Regions from separate parts of the Mus musculus genome. Here region 2 is linked to region 1. The links are chromatin contacts, called in public promoter capture Hi-C maps. All regions are on one chromosome and are shown on one strand. The core of a region is the stretch at or near the end of the contact, and the rest is flanking DNA. Distances in the headings are between cores, read along the strand shown.

Region 1 (3,593 bases), core at 624-3,123:
AAAAAGAATACATTTGATCTTTTACTACCAGTCAGTAAGAGCTGAGTTCCTAGGTCCTGTGGGCTTTCACTAGCCGAGTCCTAGATTGGTCCAGTCTAGGAAACAAAAGCCCAGTGTCAGGTCCCAACTTTCTCCCCTCAAAGGGGCATGGGTGTCCATAGAATCGAGGTAGGAAGTAGAGCTCTCCAAGGCCTCTCTCTGTGGTAGAGACTCCCAGTCTTGACAGCAGTTTATCTGCTAAGTTTGGAGTAACAGGCTGAAGCAAAGTTCCAAACACTCGCAAGCACTCCAAGGCTACGTGAAGCACGGTACCCAGCCAGGGAGCATCCTCAGGGCTCTCCCAGTTCAATTTCCATGGTGCGTGCCTTTGGACGAAACCATTAGTTTGCCGAACACAGCTGGATACCGCCTCCAGAGCCTTATAGATCTGAAAGTCATTATAATAGCCCGCTACCAGTTTGGGTAAAGTGGCCACTGCAGTTACAAGCGCATAGTCTTCTGCCTGCACACGAACTGACGGCCCCGTTAACCCTGGCTCACTGGGGAAACAGGCAGCACAGAAAGATGGGTAGGTTCCAGAAGGATTTATTCTGTAGGCAGTGCACCGGTTTAAAAGCCCTCCTAAGGCATCTGCCAGCTCGGAGTCCAGCAATTTAACCACCTTTTCATCATAGTAATCGCAGTCCCAATTGGGAACGCCCTGCCGAAGGAGAAAGTAGCGAAAGCCATCCACAGTATAGCGATCAAGGCAAGTCCTGGGATCCACCACGTTGCCCAAGCTTTTGGACATTTTTTGGCCACTCACCGTCCAGTGCGAGTGGACATAGATGCGATGTGGTGGCCTCAATCCTGCCCCTAGGAGAAGGGCAGGCCAATAAATAGCATGAAATTTGAGAATGTCCTTACCTATGATATGAGAGGTGGCTGGCCACCAAGACTTGAAATCTGCATCTGGGTAGCCAACTACAGTGAGGTAGTTGACCAGGGCATCCAGCCACACGTAGATGGTCTGCGAGTCGTCCCCGGGAACTGGTATGCCCCAGTGCAGATGGCTACTCCTTCGAGAAACGGACAAGTCGGGCAGCTCCTCCTCCAGCCACTGAAGAACTGCCTGGTGGAACGGTTCCGGTGTGATTGCCTGAGGATTGTTTCCAAGCCACCGCTGGAGTGGTTCTCGAAACTGAGAAAGCTTGAAAATGTAATTTTCTTCCTTCGTCCAGGAGACAGGATGTCCGCTCTCGAGAGACACGGGACAGGGATCCCCGGACGGACCCACCTGCCGAGTAACCTTGGCCTCCGGCAAGAAGCACTCATCCGAGGCACAATACCACCCTTCATAGATCCCTTTGTAAAGCAGACCCCGGGCCTCCAGCACACCCCAGAAATGCTGCACCGCTACTCGGTGCCGAGCCTCCGTGGTGCGGATGAAGTCCGTGGAAGAGATGTCAGCCTCCCGGAAAAGCTGCAAAAACTGGGCAGACACTCGATCGCACAGCTCGATCGGGGCCAAGCCGGCGGTGGCTGCCGCCTGCTGGATCTTCAGGCCGTGCTCATCCGTGCCGGTGGAAAACCGCGTGGACGCAGAGCCGGGAACTCGGAGACGACGGTGGCGGCACAGGGCGTCGGCCAGTAGCGCCGAGTACAGGTGCCCGATGTGCGGCGCGGCGTTCACGTAGAAGATAGGTGTGGTGAAGTAGGCCCGCGCTTCCCCGGCGTCGCCACTAGCGCTCGGCGAGCACGAACCGTAGCGGCGACAGCCGCGGCCGAACCGGGTGCGCGTCAACACCCAGCGAGCACACTGCCGCAGCATGGTGACAGCCGGCCCCAGCACTGGAGGCGGTGTTCCCGAGCACGGGAAAGGGCGCGTGCGCAGCTGGACGGTACCGCCGCTTCCGGCGCGGAAGCCAATGAACGGCAAGCGTTGACTCCTGCGGCCCCGCCCGCAACTCCCCCGCCTCCACCGGTTTCCTGCAGCGCGCAGGGGCGGGTGGCCGGCGGGAGTTTTTGAGTAGTCGGCTAGTGGGTTCCGTGTCAGGGCAGTTGGGGAAAGAAGAGCGTATCCCGGGTGTTGTGCAGTTTTACTCTTTGAGATCTGTTCTGGATCTGAACTGAACTGATCGGTTCTGGACTGAACTTGTTGGCAAGATTTTTATATTGAGGTATTTTCCAAACTCATTAACTGTCAAAGCAGGGCACAAATCCGGCCTCTTGGTATCCTCTAGTCAACATAGAAAAACCATTTAAGGTTTGTCTCAGAATCTAAATAAATCTGAAAGAAAGGAAAATAATTTCACAAAGCGCTTTAAGGAACGATAAGCACTGGCAGAAAAGGAAATGACGTGTCTGAACATGTTGCTGAGCCTTAAGGATTGATTTGAGAACTCATCCAGGGACTGGAGTGCGGAGTCACAGGTGTGCAGATAAGGAAACATTAACTTTCAGCTTTATTGTACAAAACAAGTCACAATTTTCTCCTCTAATAGTCTTGAAATTCTTCCAAGACTGAGCTTTGAGAATGAAATCCTAATTTTTAGCAGGAGAGAATTTTAAAATCCCAAATTTTTATTATTAATCCTTGGCTCACTGCATATTTTCTCATCCACAACTGGCCTCCCCACCCCCATTTAATTTAAACAGTGTATATATGCACATACTAAAATGAGATTGGAACACCTATAAACCCTCACCCAACCTAAGTACTGTTAGTGATTCTCAAAGAATGGTCCCCAAAGCAGCATGAGACACACCAGGAACTTAGACATCTGAGGCCCATTCCCTACCTGCTGAGGCAGAAACTGGGATCTCAGACCAGCAATCTAAGCTTTACTTAGCTCACCAATGGACTGTGGTGCACATTAGTGTTTAAGTTAGAGATGAGCTGCAGTTGAGATCTGTGCGCTGTGTCCTTCCCTCTCTTCCAAGAGTAATAGTGCCCTGAGGGTTTGGTTTTTGTTTTTGGTTTGTTTGGGTTTTTTTTTGTTTTGTTGAGTTTTTTGTTTGTTTGTTTGTGTTTTATTTTTTTGGGTTTTTTTTGGGGTTTTTTTTTGTTTTGAGACAGGGTTTCTCTGTCTAGCCCTGGCTGTCCTGAAACTCACTGTGTAGACCAGGTTGGCCTTGAACTCAGAAATCTGCCTGCCTCTGCATCCCAGGTGCTGGGATTAAAGGCGTGCACCATCCACTGTGTTGCCTACTTGAACCGGGTACACCTGGAGAGAGAGAGAGAGAGAGAGAGAGAGAGAGAGAGAGAGAGAGAGAGAGAGAGAGAGAGAGAGAGGAGAGAGAGGAGAGAGAGAGAGAGGAGAGAGAGGAGAGAGAGGAGAGAGAGGAGAGAGAGGAGAGAGAGGAGAGAGAGGAGAGAGGAGAGAGAGAGAGGAGAGAGGAGAGAGAGAGAGAGAGAGAGAGAGAGAATGGAGCCAAGACAAAGGTCCTGATCAAGGCCCACGAGTTTATTAAGAGACCGTGCTTATAAGGGGGAAGGCCCATCGCCCCCCCACCCCCCCCACCCACCCCCGCCAGGCTTCTTGATGTATTGTTGCCAAGTTGTTAGCACTAGTCTGCCGGCTCCACACTTGGTGCCTGGAGCCATTTCGTCA
Region 2 (3,889 bases), core at 450-2,949, 4.2 Mb before region 1:
TGAAGTAGCAACCCGACAGGAAGATGATGGGTCGCTCTGGATAGCTGAAGCGACGCATGTCCACTAGGTAGGTGAGCACCGTGAAGAGCGTCGAGGCGCAGCACAGCACTGACCACACACCCACCCAGAGGCGGGCGAACCGTCTCTCCTCTTCTTTAAAGTACATGAGGCCGTTAGCACGGCCCGGCTCACACGGGGCACCGCAGTCACGCTCACCTAGGAAGCGGTAGCCCAGGTAGGGGGGCACCTTGAGCTGGCGCGGACACGAGAAGGGGAAAGACAAGCGGCCTCTGCCATCTGAGGGGGACATCGCAGTGAAAGGTGGGTCTGGCAGGTAGGGAGCAGTAGGGTAGGCGGTGGGACTGCCGCCCGCGCCCCCGGAGCCGTCGGACGTGTTCTGCCCCACGCAGATCTCGCCGGCACCGTGCACTGGGAAGTTCTCGCAGCGCAACCGCTCTGGCCACTGGAAGCCGAACTTGTTCATGAGCGCCTCGCAGCCCTGTCGGGCGCGCTCGCACAAGGAACGGCACGGAGGAATGGCTTGGTCGAGCACGGTGCACACGGGTGCGTACATAGAGCATAAGAAGAAGCGTAGCTCAGGAGAACACTGCACCTTTACCAGAGGGTAGAACTGGTGCACCTCGAGGCCCGCGTCCTCTTGGTTCGTGTGGCCCAGCAGGTTGGGCAGGATGGTCTGGTTGTAGGCGATATCCGTGCACAACGGGATGGAGATGGGCTGGCAGAAGCCGTGGTCCGGTACCGAGATGCCTTTCTCGCCGTGATATGGCTGAGCCCGGGTGTCCGTGGGCAGCGCGCCCAGAAGAGCAAGCACCAGGGCGCAGAGGCCCAGGGGCGAGTGCGACGCCGCCGTGCCGGGGCCCCGCATCGCCGGTCGCGAGTGCAGCGGCGTTCTCAGCTGGAGGAAAAAGACGAGGCGCTGGGGAGAGGCTTGGATACAGGGAGGCGCCGCCGCGCCCGGCGCATGAGAGTCCTCCCGGCGCCGGGGCCGGGCCGTGGGCGGCGCGGAGCCGAGGGTGCTAGGGTGCCTGCACAGCGGGGGCGAGGCCGCCAGCCGAGGGGGCGCCGCAGCCGCCTCCGCGTGGCACTCACGCAGCCGCCGGAGGTTCAAACTCCTGGGCCTGGAGTGGGGGATCGAGGGAAGGGGTGTCGCCTTACCCTCCCCGCCGAGACGTAACGGTGCGGCTTTCTCTGCGGCGACGAGCAACAAGCTTCTCCGGTTACCCTTCAAAGTTTGCCCAAGTTTCTCGAGCCCCGGGCGCACGCCGATACGCACGTCCCCTAAACCGAGCCAGGCCTCCGCCAGGCCAGCGCCCTGCGTCCCTGCCTGCTCGCCCCGGCCGTCGCCTCGGTGGTGCTGCTCCGCCTTCTCTCCTTGAGGCCCCGCGGGCCACTGCAGCCGCCTCTTCTGATTCTGGAGCCTCCTTCAGTCCTAGGAAGGTCGGCCCCAAGTTTCAAGTCAAATGGCTCGTTCTCGCTTTGAGTCTGATCGGTGCTCGGGAGGTAAGAGCTGGACAAGCTGGTTTTGGAAACGGAGTTGCACGGAATCCGAAGCGCCGAGGCCCCTGCACCCGCGGCCTGCCTGCACCCGGCCTCTCCTGCCCCGCGCAGTCCCAGCCCGCGACTCTCCGCGTCCAGCACCGCCCGCCAGGGAAGGAGCGCGGAGTAACGCCTGGGAGCCGCACTGGTGGCTAGAAGAAGCGTCGGGCTTGCAGGGCTGCGGGCCGCCCCGCCCCCTCCCCTCCCCCCATTCACAAACCACTCCGGGGGCGGGCCCCGAGCCCTCTGGACATCCAATAGCGCGCTTTGTTTTCTCTGTGGACCTGTTCCGATTGGGTGGAAGTCGGAAGGGGCGGCCGAGGAAACAAGGAAGGCGGTGCTTAAAGAGCTCTGGGCGGATTCCTGAGGGGAGGGGCGGGGGACTGAGAGAAAAGTTAGGAAAAACTTTTACCCAGAATTTGCTCAAGGGAGAAAAAAACGCACCAGAAAGGGAACTTGCCTGTAAGATTGGTTCCTCTTCCGGGTACCCTAAAATACACATTTCCGAACAAAAGGGGGCATTCGCCGAAGGCTTTGGGGAGAAGCTGAGAATAGTACAGCACCAGGGCAGAAAGACGTGACCCGGAGTCACGTTAGCCTTGCCTGGCAGGCGAGGGCGGGAGAATTTTGGTTAGCATCAGTATGAGTCGAGAAAGGGGTGCGACTAAGAATCGTTTTTTCTTCCCCTACCCCAACCGACCACGTGAAGGCACAATTCCCTCTCCCTCCCCCAGTTACAAAAAAGGGGGGCATCCTGGAGGGAGAAACCCGAGTCGGCCGAGGGGCGGACTTGTGGCGGGAGGAAGTGCAGACCCTCGGAGGAGAAGGCCCAGAGCTGGGGATCCGCTGCACACACGAGCCTGCCACCCCTCCCGGACATACTGCTGGGAGCCTGGGGAGCCCAAGAGGCTCTTTTTTTTTTTTTTTTTTTTTTTTAACTCCAAGGCAGCTCTGGGGGAATGCTTATGAAAGTAACCTGAGACCGAGGGCCTCGGAACTCTGTACGATTTACAGAGCGCCTTCGGTTGCCCCGTTTTCCTTTTTTTTTTCTGAGGTGTGTGGCCTTCAGGGACCCCTTCTTCGTTGCAGAAGCAACCATTTGATCTTTCCATTTGGAATCTACATAGAAATGTTTTAACGCGCGTTAGAAAGCAGGGCATTTGCTAATTAAAGGGCTTTCGAGACACAAAGAGGGGTTATTTTCCTTGTGGGGTAGCATTTTCTGATTGGCAAGCTTTCTTTTGTTCTTGGTCAAATCTTAACCCCGCTCCAGGCACTGGGCGCTCGTGCGCGTTGTCTGATTGCCCCGACCGGTCAGAAGTTACTAAGGGGCCTCTGCCCTCTCACAGGAGCCAGCAAGAAATATCATGAATACTATGAATTCCCATGCAGGAAAGTGACAAGTTGAATCGTTGAATCTGTCTCTGCAATCATTTTAAACGTTTTTTTCCTGGCTGAGTCCTTCTGCCTGTCTCACTTGGGTGCTGGGGTTTGAGGAGATTTTGAATAGGTCGAATGTTGAATGCCGGCAGAAGTAACTCCCTCTGGTATACAGTTTCTCCATCTAGGAAAAGGTTGATTCTGAAATCTAAGACAGTTAATTAATTGGATTCCCTTTTCTCGATGACCTGGGCTCCTTTTAATTCTTTTATTTACTTTACCTCAGAGGTTCATTGAGCCCCTTCCTTCCACTTTAGAGTTCTTCATCTTTTGTGCTCCTGTTAATGTTTCTGAAGAGCCCAGCTCCATGGAACAAGGTGGTGTCAGACAGTTGACATACTCCATCTGACCAGTTTCCTTCTAAGCTCAGTTTACCCTTCACACCAATCCCCAGCCCCCTTTAGAGTATCTGCCTCAAAGTAATAAAGATGAATAAGCAACGTTTTCCTTTTTAAAAAATATACAGTCTTCAAGACCTCATCTTCTGCTTTCTAAATTATTGTTCCTATTACCTTCAGCTGTGCTGTGTTGATATTTGTGGGAAGATGTTTAAGACACTGGGGGCTGTTTTGCTTTGTCATTGAAAGTGTGGGTGGTGGAGTTTAGATTCCTTCTCCCCACTGAGGTTCAAGATGCCCTCCTTTTTAAGACAAAAATGTCATGCTCATACATCAGATCACTGACCTAACTCATATCTGCTAATTGAGGGAGAAATACCAAGCAGTGTCAAAAAATATGAAAGCGGACAGGATAGAGCACTGCCTCAAATACAGCGGAAACCAGCCAGCGGATGAGCTGCTCATCCTTAGAGTCCCAGACAGCTCTGATGTTAGGCAATAGGAATAATGATGTAGCAAGAGGGGGTGAGATGAGCCGGTATAGGAAGAAATGA

The links. Promoter capture Hi-C pulls out the DNA fragments that hold promoters and counts their contacts.
Region 2: a promoter capture Hi-C map of embryonic stem cells shows a contact between it and region 1. The contact joins the promoter of Fzd7 here to the promoter of Mars2 in region 1.

What each region holds. Positions count from the first base shown.
Region 1 is chr1:55,235,457-55,239,049 of GRCm38.p6, reverse strand. It overlaps Mars2 (methionine-tRNA synthetase 2 (mitochondrial)), which reads right to left and starts at 1,873. Exons shown (of 1, transcript NM_175439.3): 1 at 1-1,873. The coding sequence starts at 1,810. The coding sequence ends at 50. It overlaps Gm10561 (predicted gene 10561), which reads right to left. Exons shown (of 4, transcript NR_166489.1): 4 at 3,426-3,593.
Region 2 is chr1:59,479,957-59,483,845 of GRCm38.p6, reverse strand. It overlaps Fzd7 (frizzled class receptor 7), which reads right to left and starts at 1,699. Exons shown (of 1, transcript NM_008057.3): 1 at 1-1,699. The coding sequence starts at 886.